4 separate regions of the Sus scrofa genome follow, and all the other regions are linked to region 4. A link is a contact called in public HiChIP or PLAC-seq and promoter capture Hi-C data. All regions are on one chromosome and are shown on one strand. Each heading gives the region's core, a stretch centred on a gene start, on an enhancer-like site or on the middle of the called end of the contact. The rest is flanking DNA. Distances are from core to core; before and after follow the strand shown.

The links. Promoter capture Hi-C pulls out the DNA fragments that hold promoters and counts their contacts. HiChIP or PLAC-seq counts read pairs in DNA pulled down with a chosen protein or histone mark.
Region 1: a contact with region 4 is called in a promoter capture Hi-C map of liver, with 5 times the contacts expected there. The contact joins the promoter of ALDOB here to the promoter of RNF20 in region 4. A contact is called at or near these places in 2 of 5 promoter capture datasets (fetal liver and liver), 26 of 47 Hi-C or Micro-C datasets (alveolar macrophages, blood, embryonic fibroblasts and 12 more) and 1 of 2 datasets of contacts at active chromatin or transcription factors (skeletal muscle).
Region 2: an H3K27ac HiChIP or PLAC-seq map of alveolar macrophages shows a contact between it and region 4. The contact joins the promoter of MRPL50 here to the promoter of RNF20 in region 4. A contact is called at or near these places in 2 of 5 promoter capture datasets (fetal liver and liver), 14 of 47 Hi-C or Micro-C datasets (alveolar macrophages, epiblast stem cells, fetal heart ventricle and 7 more) and 2 of 2 datasets of contacts at active chromatin or transcription factors (alveolar macrophages and skeletal muscle).
Region 3: a contact with region 4 is called in an H3K27ac HiChIP or PLAC-seq map of alveolar macrophages. The contact joins the enhancer-like site here to the promoter of RNF20 in region 4. A contact is called at or near these places in 1 of 5 promoter capture datasets (fetal liver), 23 of 47 Hi-C or Micro-C datasets (alveolar macrophages, blood, embryonic fibroblasts and 12 more) and 2 of 2 datasets of contacts at active chromatin or transcription factors (alveolar macrophages and skeletal muscle).

Annotation. Positions count from the first base shown.
Region 1 is chr1:243,139,464-243,142,809 of Sscrofa11.1, reverse strand. ALDOB (fructose-bisphosphate aldolase B) reads left to right here and starts at 1,306. Exons shown (of 9, transcript XM_021066854.1): 1 at 1,306-1,456.
Region 2 is chr1:243,104,870-243,108,149 of Sscrofa11.1, reverse strand. It overlaps MRPL50 (39S ribosomal protein L50, mitochondrial), which reads left to right and starts at 1,319. Exons shown (of 2, transcript XM_003122043.4): 1 at 1,319-1,473. The coding sequence starts at 1,382. ZNF189 (zinc finger protein 189) reads right to left here and starts at 1,239. Exons shown (of 4, transcript XM_005652705.3): 1 at 783-1,239; 2 at 1-52. The coding sequence starts at 815.
Region 3 is chr1:243,159,583-243,162,627 of Sscrofa11.1, reverse strand. No RefSeq gene overlaps it. Among named protein-coding and RNA genes, the nearest start is that of ALDOB, 20 kb to the right of the region's middle. Within about 2 kb of position 1,252, at least 9 of the 83 cell types and tissues checked have an H3K27ac peak or open chromatin away from gene starts, as enhancers often do. A contact at or near this core is called in alveolar macrophages and retroperitoneal adipose tissue, where this site is marked.
Region 4 is chr1:243,224,431-243,227,461 of Sscrofa11.1, reverse strand. It overlaps RNF20 (E3 ubiquitin-protein ligase BRE1A), which reads right to left and starts at 1,751. Exons shown (of 20, transcript XM_001926594.6): 1 at 1,591-1,751; 2 at 343-497. The coding sequence starts at 471. LOC102167599 (a long non-coding RNA gene) reads left to right here and starts at 1,792. Exons shown (of 3, transcript XR_301384.3): 1 at 1,792-2,120.

The DNA.
Region 1 (3,346 bases), core at 57-2,556, 84 kb after region 4:
ATCACCATCCACCTCTTCTTCTTCCTTTATCCTTTGACTAAAATCAGATTTGATGAAACCTCACATGTCCTCAGATCACATCATCTTGATCTTATGAATCGCATGCCAGGTGCTTGAATGAGCACCAGATGCGAAACCAGAAAGTGTGCCTTGGGAGGGAGACGGAGTTGAGAAAGCTGATGGGAACTTGGTCTGGCGCTCAGTTATCCTTAGGACAGGCTTGGCCAAACATCCTAGACAACTGAGCCTCAATTTTGTGTTTTAAATATTTCAGTCTCCTTCAATATCACATTCAATTTCCAACATTCTTCACTTTTAGAAACCGTCTGAGCCTAAATTCTTAGACAACTCAGTTGACCACTGTGTTTTTCTTCATTTTTATTGATATTTCATTCATTATAGTGTTACACTCTGTACCATAGAGCACTTTGATTTTTTAGGTTTTTTGCTCATATTTTATGTTATTCCAAAGGAATATGTTCCTGAAAATGTATGCTTTCCTGTGATCATAGATATTCCATTATTTTTAGATTTCCCTATAAATTGTATTTGCCTCTTTCGTTATTTGCCTTGGGAAACATACACAATTTTTTTTTTTTTTTTGCCTTCTCTTGAATTAGATTTTTGTTTAATTCTCAGAGAGGAAAAAAAAAAAAAAAAACCTGTAGAATGAACTTGTACCCAGACAGTGCTGTAACTATGGAAGCTGATTGCTTACATCAATCACTTTGAGGTTTTTTCTAGTTTTCATCACCTTTAAAGACAATAAGGTACAGATTGAGAGAGAATGAGACTAGATTAAAAGACAGCGTATTCTGGCATTAAAAATATCAGGGAACCCAACATGGTTTCGGGGGACTGGGCAGGACCTTTGAATGCCTGCTGTATGCAGGCACTTTACAGAATCATTTGGTGCTCTGTTGACGTTCAGACCCCACTTTACAGAGGAGGAAATTAAGGCTTAAAGAAGTAACAAATCCCTGACCAAGGTCATGTATGTAGTAGGTGCTGGAGCTAAGCTGACACGCTTCCCAGTCTTCCTTGGTGGGCTCCAGAGCCTGGTCATTCATTCACTGCGTGACTGAAGGGAATCCCCCAGTCCTCTTGGTCTCTGCGTCCTCTCCTGTGCCATGAAGAGTCTGGATTAAGAACTACAAGGTCTACACACGTCCCTTACAGCTTTAACATTCTGTGAGTACAAACAATGTGTGAGCACGATTGGAAGGATTGGCGGTTTATGAGCCAATCAGAGTTATTAGTTAAACACCTCCCTACCAGACTAAGGTGAGAAGGGGAGGGTAAAGGTTTTTTTTTTTTTTTTAAAAAAAAAAAAAAAAAAAAAAAGCTCTGATGAGTAGCCTATAAAAACTGCGTGTTGCCCAAGATTCATCCTATTTGGCAGCTGCTGCCTTATCCACAGCTTCTGAGATCTAGGAGGACTCTCCTTTCCCAAACTGTAAGTAGAACTTCGTTGTCTACCAGAACTGCACCAGGACTGAGGGCTTAGTGATAGCACTAAGCACAGAGAGGGGAATGTTTGCTTTCATTTTCAGGAAAAACTTGATAGTGTCTGAAAATGTGATGATCTGCTGAAGTGAGTGTTTTATCTCTAACTCCCCTGCCTCTTTGGTAGCAAAATGCTCATGAATAATGCCATTTACCAGTGTTACCTTTATGAGGGCTCTTCTGAGTCTTTGGCTTAGGGAGAACAGCTTGCATACTCCTATCTGGTTATGTTCTAATCAGTGTTTAAGATTCTTTTTCATTCTTACTCTCCCCATAACAACTGCTTATTCCTATGAGAATGTACATATGTAGCACCTTAGGTCATTTTCTTCATACTCTTCTACCAGCACTGAAGTTTCTTTGTCCTAGAAATGAACTCCTGGCCTTTTTGCCCTTTGTATCCACTCACTGCTTAAATGAGAAAATGGAACAGACAACACATGGCATCCTTATCATTTGATTATTAATTGTCAAACCTTTACCTGTTTTGATACTTTCTATAACATTTCCCACTCTGAAGATCCTACAGCTTAAGATATTTGGAATCAAAGGCTGCTGATGTATTTTGGTGCATTTGTTCTACTATCAGAAGAATAGGCAAATTGTGAGGATATGTTGTCTTTAAAATAAACTTCTGTTTAAATAATTACCCAGGTTCCATGAGCCAATGTGGATCCAGCAGGGGCTCCAGCTCTGCCACCACCATCACTTTAGCCAAAGCACATCTGGGGACCACCCAGGCCCAAGCTAGATCTGAGGTTCTGGGGTAGAGAATGGAGTGTAGTTGCTGTAAACCTAGGAGTTCCTTTGGGTTACATGCCAGTTTTGAGGAAAGAGCAACACTCAAGTCTCTTTCTGAGCTGCTTCATGTATATTCAAAGGTACCAGGGATGAGGCTGTTCTAGATTATCTCATTGCACTTGTTACCATAGCACTGGATGCATAACAAAACTGTGGGAATCTTCCTGCATATCTATGTAAAAGTGCTGTGAAATGCCCTACAGTCATAGGCTTTCAATGAATAAGTCCCTCAGGTCTTCTTGAAAATCCATCTGCCTTGTGTGTGGAGAAGCAACTGGATTCTCTACTTCCTTATATTTCTCCAGGAGATAAAATAGTGATTGTTTTACAAATTATCTTTTCACAGAACCTCTTCAAAGAAGGCAGAAAGAACTATACTGTAGGGTTTCATCTGTTATTCTGCTGAAGAAAGACTAGAAAAAAGAATTCTAAGTTATAAACCAGTAGGATGTGATTTACAATTCTAAAATATCACAACTTAGAAGGGGCATCAGACATTCTTCTAGGGCCTCAATTTGCTCATCTCTAAAGTTATCAGAATTGATACAGATATCTTTGAGTCTACTTGTAGCTCTGTTTTTCTGTCTTCATATATGTTCATACTCATATCCTTCTCCCAGATTTGCACATATATTACCTTTAATATATTATGTATCATCAATAATTTAATGTATAAACTTATTCACTGAGAAATCAAACATTACAAAAATCCATAAAGAGAAATGTGAGAATCACCCCACTCCATTCCATTTCCCAGAAGCAACCCCAGTGTGGTTATTCTTTGCTTATATGAACCCACACACAATATGTGTGTATACCAATTTTTTTTTAACTTAAAAAAGAGTTATATTATGTATTACACACTTTTCTGAAACTTTCTTTTTTTATCTTAATAATACAATATGAACAACTTCAAATCATAGTTTTAAAAAGTTGTCTTGAGACCTCAGTAAGCAGAAGCTTAGGGCCACAGAAATCATTCTCTATCATTACCCACTCCCAGATGGCCTCCTGTCTTTCAGGGGTGAACATTGGCCTG
Region 2 (3,280 bases), core at 70-2,569, 120 kb after region 4:
TGACATCTTTATACAGGCTTCTCTGAGCTGGATCCAGATAATCCCACTCCTCCTGGGTAAAAAACACAGCCACATCCTCAAATGTCAGCAACCCCTGAAATAGTATGATTTCTGTAGTCAGTTCTTGTTGTCTCAAGGACAATTCTAGCACTGAAAGTAGCAGAAGCAATCACTTATCAGGGCTGGGTAGGCTAGGAGGCACATGATAACTAAGAGTTCCAAACTGGGCTCAATTCTGGAACAGACTGAATTCTATTGCTGCATCTTTGCCTTCTGTAGTGAGGAGGCCTAGGATAAGGCTTTCTGGCTTATCAATTATTCCCCAATATTATAATTCTAGCAAACTGACCCAAGGCCTTCCCAAGTTTCCTGCACCTCATTGCCCCGCTCCAATTCTCTATTAGCACTGGCTTGAGACCCTTTTCACTTCAATTCCGTTAAGTTCTCCATGCGTCTACCTTGGGTCCAGGCATCGCAGCAGGTGCATTAGACACAGGAGAGGGTCAAAAAAGGTACCTCACCTGAAAGAACTCATAAATGAGAACACTAGTTTGGAGCACTACTCATTTTCTTTAGCTAATTTATCCAGTCGCTCTCAAAAAAGGAGCCAGTGGATAGTGTGGTCATGACCGGCACCCTGGTGCATTAAAGGGGTACTCCCTCGCACCAAGCTGGCCCTAAAGACCGCAATCTGGCGGGGGCGGGGGGGGAACACGACCGACGGTGGCGTGGCCTAGTTGGGTAATGGCGAAAGAACACGAATACCCGGAGGGGCGACCTACCTTCGGCTCTGTCGGGGGGCTCGGGGAGGCCATCTCTCCGACAGAAAATCAGGGCAGGAATCCGGGGTAGCCGCACGAAAAGGAGCCTCTAGCAAGGCCTACGCCGCCGCTGAAGATGAGGCCCGACGAAGGCGAGGCCTCCAGGCTGGATATGGCCAGGTCCTGCCTCGGTCCCCGAGCGGTCACGACCCCAGCAGCATGTCAGATGCGCTTCTTGGCCGCCCCCTAACCCCGAATGCCTCCCCTGCCTAGTTACGCAGGCCTTCCAGGCCGCGCTAGAGCCTCCTCCCGGCTGCCTGCTCCTTTTGCTTTCAGCCAAAGAGCTCTATGACCGCCCGCCCGGACCAGAAGGCGTCACCCAGAACCCTCCCGGGACTCCCCCCAACTACAACTCCCGTCAGGCTCAGAGGGAGCGCCCGGGTTCAGTCTCAGCCGCAACGGCTACCGGACTACATTTCCCGGAGTGCAAAGGGCTAGGGAGCATGGTGAGGCTTAGAGGAAAAAGGGAATGCTTGACACTAAGCTTACGCCTGATTGGCTGGTCTTGGCGCGTCACTGCCGGCGGGGGGCGGTGTTTTGTTTCGAAGTTCTCCTCGAAGATGGCGGCACGGTGGGTCTCCGGTCTTGCCAGAAGAAGCCTCACGTGTGCAGTCTCTGGGGCGCCACGCAGAGAATTTTGGTCTCCATTCAGGTAAAGCGGAAAGTGATGGTGGTTCAAGCTCACAGAAAATAAGGAGAGAAACTGAGAAGGATGAAGAGGAGAATTCGGAAGGGAGCGTCATGCTATTAAGACAGGAACCTCCTCCTGCGTCTTGCTAGGGAAGGGACGATAAAGTGCGTTAGGGTTCTGAGTTGAGAAACAAGCACCAGGTTCCGCGAGTGGTGGTCCAGTCACTTCCTTTGACCTCAGTTTACAAATCTTAGAACCGAAATACTTTCCCCTTTCCCTTTCATTTCACCCGTTAATTTATTAAGCAAGCAGTACCGACCATGCGCTCTAGGCACCTAGTGGAGTAGGATCTCAGGAAAGGAATGACTCGTTTCCGACGGTCAATTCAGAACAGGAATATGAACGTGCTTGATGAACTAAATTCGTTTGCGGCGTTTATTTCTTCACAAGCAGAACTCCTCATTGTGTTCGTTTGTTAGTTCATTGGTTCATTCAACCGATACTAGTCGCCAGCTCAGGCCCAGCATTTCTCTAAATACAGCAACAGAAACAAAGCCCCTTCTCTGAGCATAAGTACTCTGACATATGAGGAAACTGAGGGCCCACAGAGAGAAAGTTTTTTTTGCTAAATGTCAGAAAGCAACTTAATGACAGGTGGATGTGGAACCCAGGTCTCTTAACTCGTCCATCAAACTGCTTTTCCCACAGCGCCATGTGGAATTTTGTCAAGATAAATCTTTTTGACTCAGGAAGTGTTATGACATCAAAACTTAGAGGAACATCAGGGAACAATGTATGCCCTCTTAAGTTTCAGACATAAACTCTTTCAGTAAAAGGATTTTTGTTATCAGCTCATGTATTTATTAGCTTCCCCTCTTTTGGTTAATGTTTATTATTATCTTTCAAATCTCCTTTTAAGTTTGTTTTATTTACTTACTCACCAAGTTTTGCTAGAGTGTCTGCTATATGCAGTGTCTAGATGTGAGGGATACGGTTGTTAAAACAGACCAAATCTTTATTCTCATAGAATATGTCTTTTGGCGGAGGAAAAAATGAACAAATGTAGAATATAATTTCAGAAAGTGGTAAATTATGAGGAAAACTAGAACAGTATAAGGTGTACCTTGGAGCTACTGAGGTTTGTTTTCCAACAAACAAAGGGTTAGGGTTAGGTAAAGTGAATATCTCAAAGCATGTTAAAGGAATTTTTTGGTTTCCCTGTGCATTTAAAGTTATGCTTACTATCTGTAGTGTGTTAAATGTGCAATAGCATTATGTCTAAAAAAGCAATATACATACCTTAGCTTAATACTTTAATGCTTAAAAAAAATGCTACGCATCATGTGAGCCTTATGCTGGTGTGTCTTGTCTAGATGTTGGTGGCTGTTGATAGTTCAAGGCAGTGGTTGATGAAAGGTGAAGTGTCTGACAATTCTTTAAAATAAGACAAAGAATTTAGCTGCATCACTTGGCTCTTTCACAAATGATTTTTTGTAGCATGAAATGATATTTGATAGCATGTTATCCACTTCTTTCAGTATTGCAATCAATTCTCTGAAATTCTGCACCTTTTTTTTTTTTTTTTTGGCTGCCTCTCTGCACATGGAGTTCCCCGGCCAGGGATCAAATCAAAGCCATAATTAAGACTAAGCTGCACCTGCAACAGCACTGGGTTCTTAACCCACTGTGCTGGGCCAGAGATTGAACCTGTGTCTTAGTTCTCTGACCCCATTGTGTCATAGCAGAACTCCTCTGCACCTTTTTATCAACTAAGTTTATGTAGCATTCTAAATCCTTTGTTGTGTTTTCAGCAATCTTCATGGCATCT
Region 3 (3,045 bases), core at 3-2,502, 64 kb after region 4:
CCAAGCAGGGATGCCTATCAGATAAAGGGCTTAATGGTTACTCACCAGCCCTTCTCTGCTTCAGACAGCACATGGCGTTGCCATGGCCCCACTCAATGCAAGAGGGCCATAAAGGGCAGAGAGGTCTTCCATATACATGAAAGGGGAAGAAAACAGATTTTGATGAATACTGATACCTACTTTACAGTTTAGTGCTGGGTTCTAAGAAAAATGGAAACAGATGCTTTCTCCAACTTTTGTGTTCTGTTTTGTCACCTGTCCCTCAGATCAGTAGTGCTTATGCCTAGACTCCTAAAATCTTGCTAATGAGTAAGCTGCATCATTTATTCCTAATTTCTCTTTCTATAGGAGCTTCAACAAGTCCAAGATTGGGGGAAAATGCTGTGCCATCTTGCTCATCTTCTGACTTTATTTTTCTCATGACAGCTTCACTTACACTCCCCCTTTTTTTTTCCAGTCCTCCTTCAGACAGTGAGAAACTTGTATGATAAAATCACAGCCCAGTGCCTGAAACCAAGAAGTGTGTTGATGAGTGGATGGAAGAATGGATGGATGGATGGATGGATGGATGGATGGATGGATGGATGCATGGATGCATGGATGCGTGGGTGGATGGATGAATGAATGATGGTTTCCTCTTGACCCACAGATGAAGCTCAAAGGGAGACTTTTTCCAGTTTCTATTTACCCCTCTGAACTTCTGTCATCTCGACCCTAGTTGTAGTCCTTCTATCTTAGATACTATTTTTGCCTTCTTTTTTTGCGGGGGGTTGGGGGGCTCCATTTGGATTGGGATCTTGTTTAGTATTAATTATGGAAATGTCAGAGATTCAGTTTAGGGGTTGAATTCCTACCACTAAACCTCTTCAGGGATTTCTAATTTAGGAATGTGCATATGAGAACAATAACCAAATGGAAAATAAAAATAACTTTTTATTAATTGATAAGGACTCAGTTGTCTCCCAGTGATTTGTTAAGCCAAATCAGATTATGCTGTTTAGGCCTGGAATCTTAAAGAAGCTTCCATCACTCAGGGGTGATTGGAAAGGTCTGGAAGACACCAGATGCAATTTATGCAGAGGCACATACATAGAAGAGAATGGTCAGGCCCTGATCCAGTACTGCAATAGGGCACTGTGGCTGCAAAAGAGGAAATCCCAGCTTAGAGACTCCATCCTCCAGTTAAATGTGGTTTGGTAATTTCCTTGTGCTTTGAGTAATTCTTCCTGCCTCAGAAAGAAGCTAGTAAGAAGCTGCTAGACAGAGGGTGTGGCTATAGAAGAAATGCCCTCTCTCCTCAGAAAGAAGCTAGTGAGAAGCTGCTAGACAGAGGGTGTGGGGGTGGAAGAAATGCCCTTTCTCCTACAGCCAAGGTGGAAATGGGAGGAGAGCTGGCTGAGAGTGGTCTGTCTCCTCTTCCTCTCTTACATGACTAGCTTTTCTCTCCCCTTCACCATGGATGTTGTTCTCCCTTCTGCTTTGCTCAGGCCCTTCTGTCCTTTGCCCTGGTCACACCCATTCAACTCCAGTATGTCTGGAGACACACCGTCTCCAGAACTCCAGTCTAGGATAGTGTTCTCACGCTACTGTACCTGCTTGCTAGAGAGGAAAGTTCAAACTCTAGGCTTATTACTGCACATTTGTATAAAGTGATTTTTTTCAGAATACAAAATTTGCTGTATGCTAACACAAGCATATGGATAAACTTTCTTTTTTTTTTTTAATTTATTTATTTATTTATTTTTGTCTTTTTGTCGTTATTTCTTGGGCCGCTCCCGCGGCATATGGAGGTTCCCAGGCTAGGGGTCCAATCGGAGCTGTAGCCACCGGCCTACGCCAGAGCCACAGCAACGCGGGATCCGAGCCGCGTCTGCAACCTACACCACAGCTCACGGCAACGCCGGATCGTTAACCCACTGAGCAAGGGCAGGGACCGAACCGGCAACCTCATGGTTCCTAGTCGGATTCGTTAACCACTGCGCCACGACGGGAACTCCTGGATAAACTTTCTTTTGCTTACATATAGCTTTCTGATCAAGTGGCTCACTATTGAAAATTTTTGCCAACCTTAGCACAAAGGCTAGCCTATAGCTGGTTTCTGCTGCTCAACTAGGGCAACCATCTCCTTAATATACTTGCTATAAAAAAACAAAAAACTCATCCATAATAATGAAAAAAAGCTAATTTGGCAAAACAAAAACTGTAGTGTTGGCCATGATATAGATAGTGTGGGAGGAGAGACTGAATGGGGCAAAATCAATATTCCCCTGCATAGCTCCTTTCTCAACCTCTCCCACTGTCTCCCAATTCTATGTCATTATTTCCCCCACTCACCTTCCCTACTGCCAGCTTGAATACATGTGAATAGTCTATGTTTACGGCATAAATATCAACTTATTTGGATAGTTCTCTGTTAACACAGGTATCCTTCGTTTCCAACTAATAGTGCTATTCATCTAACAGTTCTGTCAACACAATTTTAGAATAGGCAAATAGAACGTGAAATGCCTTAGGGCATTCTCATTACTACAGAAACTTAAAAGGACAAATATTGAAACAGTTAAAAGACTTATAAGTAGTGGTACAGTCACAACCACCACAGAAGATGGCTAATAAGCACATGAAAAGATTATTAGCCATTAGGGAAAAGCAAATTAAAACTACAATGAGATACTATCACACACCTAGTAGTTTTAGGTGTGTGATAAAATTTTTTTTAAAACTGACTATAGCAAACGTCAATGAGGATTTTTTAAAAAACTGACTATATCAAATGTCGATGAGGATGCAGAGCAAGTAGACTCTCATATAGTACTGTCAGGAATATAAAATGGTAAAGCCATTTTGAAAAACAAGTGGGTAGTTTCTTGAAAAGTTAAACATAGACATACCACTTGATCAGATCCAGCCATTCCACTCCTAGATCTTTGTCCCCCAGAAAATGAAAATGTACATCTACATGAAAACCTGTACAGAAATATTTATAGAGCTTTATTCATAAATCATTAAAAATGGGAAACCACTCAAATGTCCATCAGCAGCAAA
Region 4 (3,031 bases), core at 502-3,001:
TGGTGATTTTGCTACACTGCCTCTTAGTGCCTGACATCTAAGTTTTCAGTGAATGAAAAATCAATGCATAGCTTTCAATTGCTAAATACCTATAAACAATGCTATTTCAGGTACCAGACTCTTCAAAGAATATAAACATACTTTTAAGAGTAAAGATCAAAAGTCCATTTATTTCTCTCTCAGAACAGAGCAACACAACATTTTATCTACTTTTGGCTTTTATACTTTTATTACCCTTTCCTTTTCAAACCAATTCCTGTTACTCCAGAAGGCTTCCATAAATCAATTCAGGTTGCAACTGACAGAAGAAAAGCACACCCTCATAGAAATATTTCCACTTACCGTTGAAGAGACACCCCCGAGCTTAATTGTTTCCACTGTAGTCCCTGAATCTTCAACAGCTGTCTTCTTCTCCGGAGGCACAGATGTGCCAGGCTCTCCAGCTGCCCTTTTATTTCCAATTCCTGACATCTTGGCACAAGATGATAGCTGTTTTCCTGAAGACAGAAATTTAAGTAAGATACACAAGGTGAACAACTAAAGACAGTCCACATATAATGTAAAAACTACCAATTTTTCCAGCCAATCATTTAACCTAGATCCATTAATTCCACACTCAGCAACATGATCCTCAAGTTCCTCTTGGAAAGAGAAAGTTGTGGAGTAAAAGTCACAGCTGTAGTTTACATAACTACAAATTTCTAAATAAGATGCTGCTGGAAATGAAACAATGGGCAAAGGGTGCAGAGACCAAGAAAAATTCCAGGACTCTCATTTCCCAAACCAAAATCCAAAAAGTACAGTTTTATTAGAAAAGAAGTTAATTATATAGTGTTGGGAGAAGCAGAGCACTGAAAGATACCTGGGAGATGTGTAATTAATTATTAATACTGGACAAGTCATTTATCACTTTTGAGCCTCAATTTCCTAAATCAGAAATAACAACAGGTATATGCTTTCCATACTCCTTATAAGGAATGAGTAAGTATAGAAAGAACTTAGCATAACGCCTAACATGAAGTATGCACTCAGAAAGGATAGCTCTGTTATATCTGCAGTTTCTTCTCTATTTCCAAACGTTCTCCCCATGAATTTGTGCAACCCTAGAGAAACCGGGCCTGGGGGCGAATCCCAGTTCTAACTCTTACGGAGCCGTGCAGCCCTGAAAGTATGAGTTCCCCATATGCACACGAACAATTTATTCTGTCTGCTCTACCTGCTTCCCAAGATTTGCAGCTCAAAGGAGGCAGAATGGATGCTAAAGCACTTTGCTACTTTAAGAGGCAGCCCCACCCGCACCGTGACTACACACAACTCTGTTTCCAATTCAAGCTCCAGGAGAAGGCAGCCACCTGGATGGGACCTCGCATGGAGAGAGAGGGGCAGGACAAGGGCCTCAATCCGACTCGAGAGGGGCCTAGGATCCCAGCCTCCGACGAGGCCAACGGCAGGCCCCAGAGAGAGACTCTGGAGCGGGAGGAGGTGGAGATTCCTGGTGCCCGCACAGTCTGGTCCCTTCCTTGGCCGAGATCTAACCTGAGTTCTTCCAACCTGCGCCGCCAGGGAACAGAACTCTGGGCAGTTACTCACCGAGGTCCGCGTAGCACCCCCGCAACCTCTCACCCCTGACCCACAAGCTAAGGTCCAGCGAAGTTTCCGGGAGGAGGAGTCAGGGAGAGGAAAAAGGGAAAGAAAAAAGGAAGTCGCTTCAACCCGGCCAGGTGGACCTTAATACACAGCCGGGCGGAAGTGACGCGCCGCGAGGGCGCCGTGCTCCCGGAAGTAAGCGCGTCTCTCTAGCAATACTTGGGGACCCGGCGGCGGCAGCGGCAGAAACTCTGGCTGTGTCCAGGCCTGGCTGACGCTGGAGGCAGCGCCCAGGATTTTTTTCCCACTTGTTGGCTCTTGCTATTGAGACCTAATCTTTTTCTACTGAGATGAAGTCCCTGTTTATTTTAAGTCCCCGTTGCTCGCTTGCCTATTTCTCGGTCAGACTGTACATTGGCTGAAGGTCCCGTCAATCTCCGGGGGGAAAACCAGCCTTTGGACACCTCGGAAAAATATTGCTCTGAACCCCATCGTGCTGAAATGAGGGGTTCTGAAGAAAACCAAGAGATTCGGTGGGTTTCGGAGCCTGTGGACTTTTCTTACAGGGAGATGTATATAACATATAACAGCTTGGTCTAAACAACCACTGAAGGAGTTTTGGTCCTTTTAGGGTAGGGCTTGGGCATTGATGCTTTTTAAAAAAGCATTTTCCCGACCCTCCCCCCACCCCAGCGAGATTCTAACATGCAAACAGGATTGGCAAGTACTGCTTTTGTGCTTCTTTGGAGCAAGAAATTGACCAGGTTAAAGATAAACATAAATCAATAAGTAGTTTCTGGTCTCAATACTAGTCTATTTTAAGCTAATTAAGGATTGATTTTTTTTAATTTATTCATTTATTTGTTTTAGTTAATAAGAACCGGCTATTTCCCATTCAATTAAGCTAAAGGTTTGTGTTTTAATAATAGGAAGGTAATCAATCTAGTTTATCGATTTGTTTTTTTAAAAAGTTTTGGCTCCACTTGTGCCATGCAGAAGCTCCCAAGCCAGGGATCCAACTTTCAGCACAGCGGCGACCCAAGCAGTGACAAGGCTGGATCCCCCAACCCTTTACACCACGGAGCGAACTTTTTAACATATTTTTAATTTAAAAAGTTTTTTTTTTTAATTTATCAGTTAAAAGGCTGAATGCCTTGCAGATAACATCACAAGGTAAACAATAGGAAAAAACAAGCTTTCATCGTTCCTGGTACTGGAACATTTTGCCAAGCCTGGAAAAAAGTCCTCCAAATGGACTTCACTTTTTGTTAGGTGAAGCAGAAGCCTGAAAACCTGTTTGGGAACCCATCCGGAAAAGCACTGTGTTAGATAACGATACTCTCTTATCTCCTTTGTTTGGCTGCTCTACTCTGGGCAAACCTTAATCTACAGAATCTCTGAATGGCAAACAATGATTCTAAGCCAAAGTTTGTAAACTTGAGTT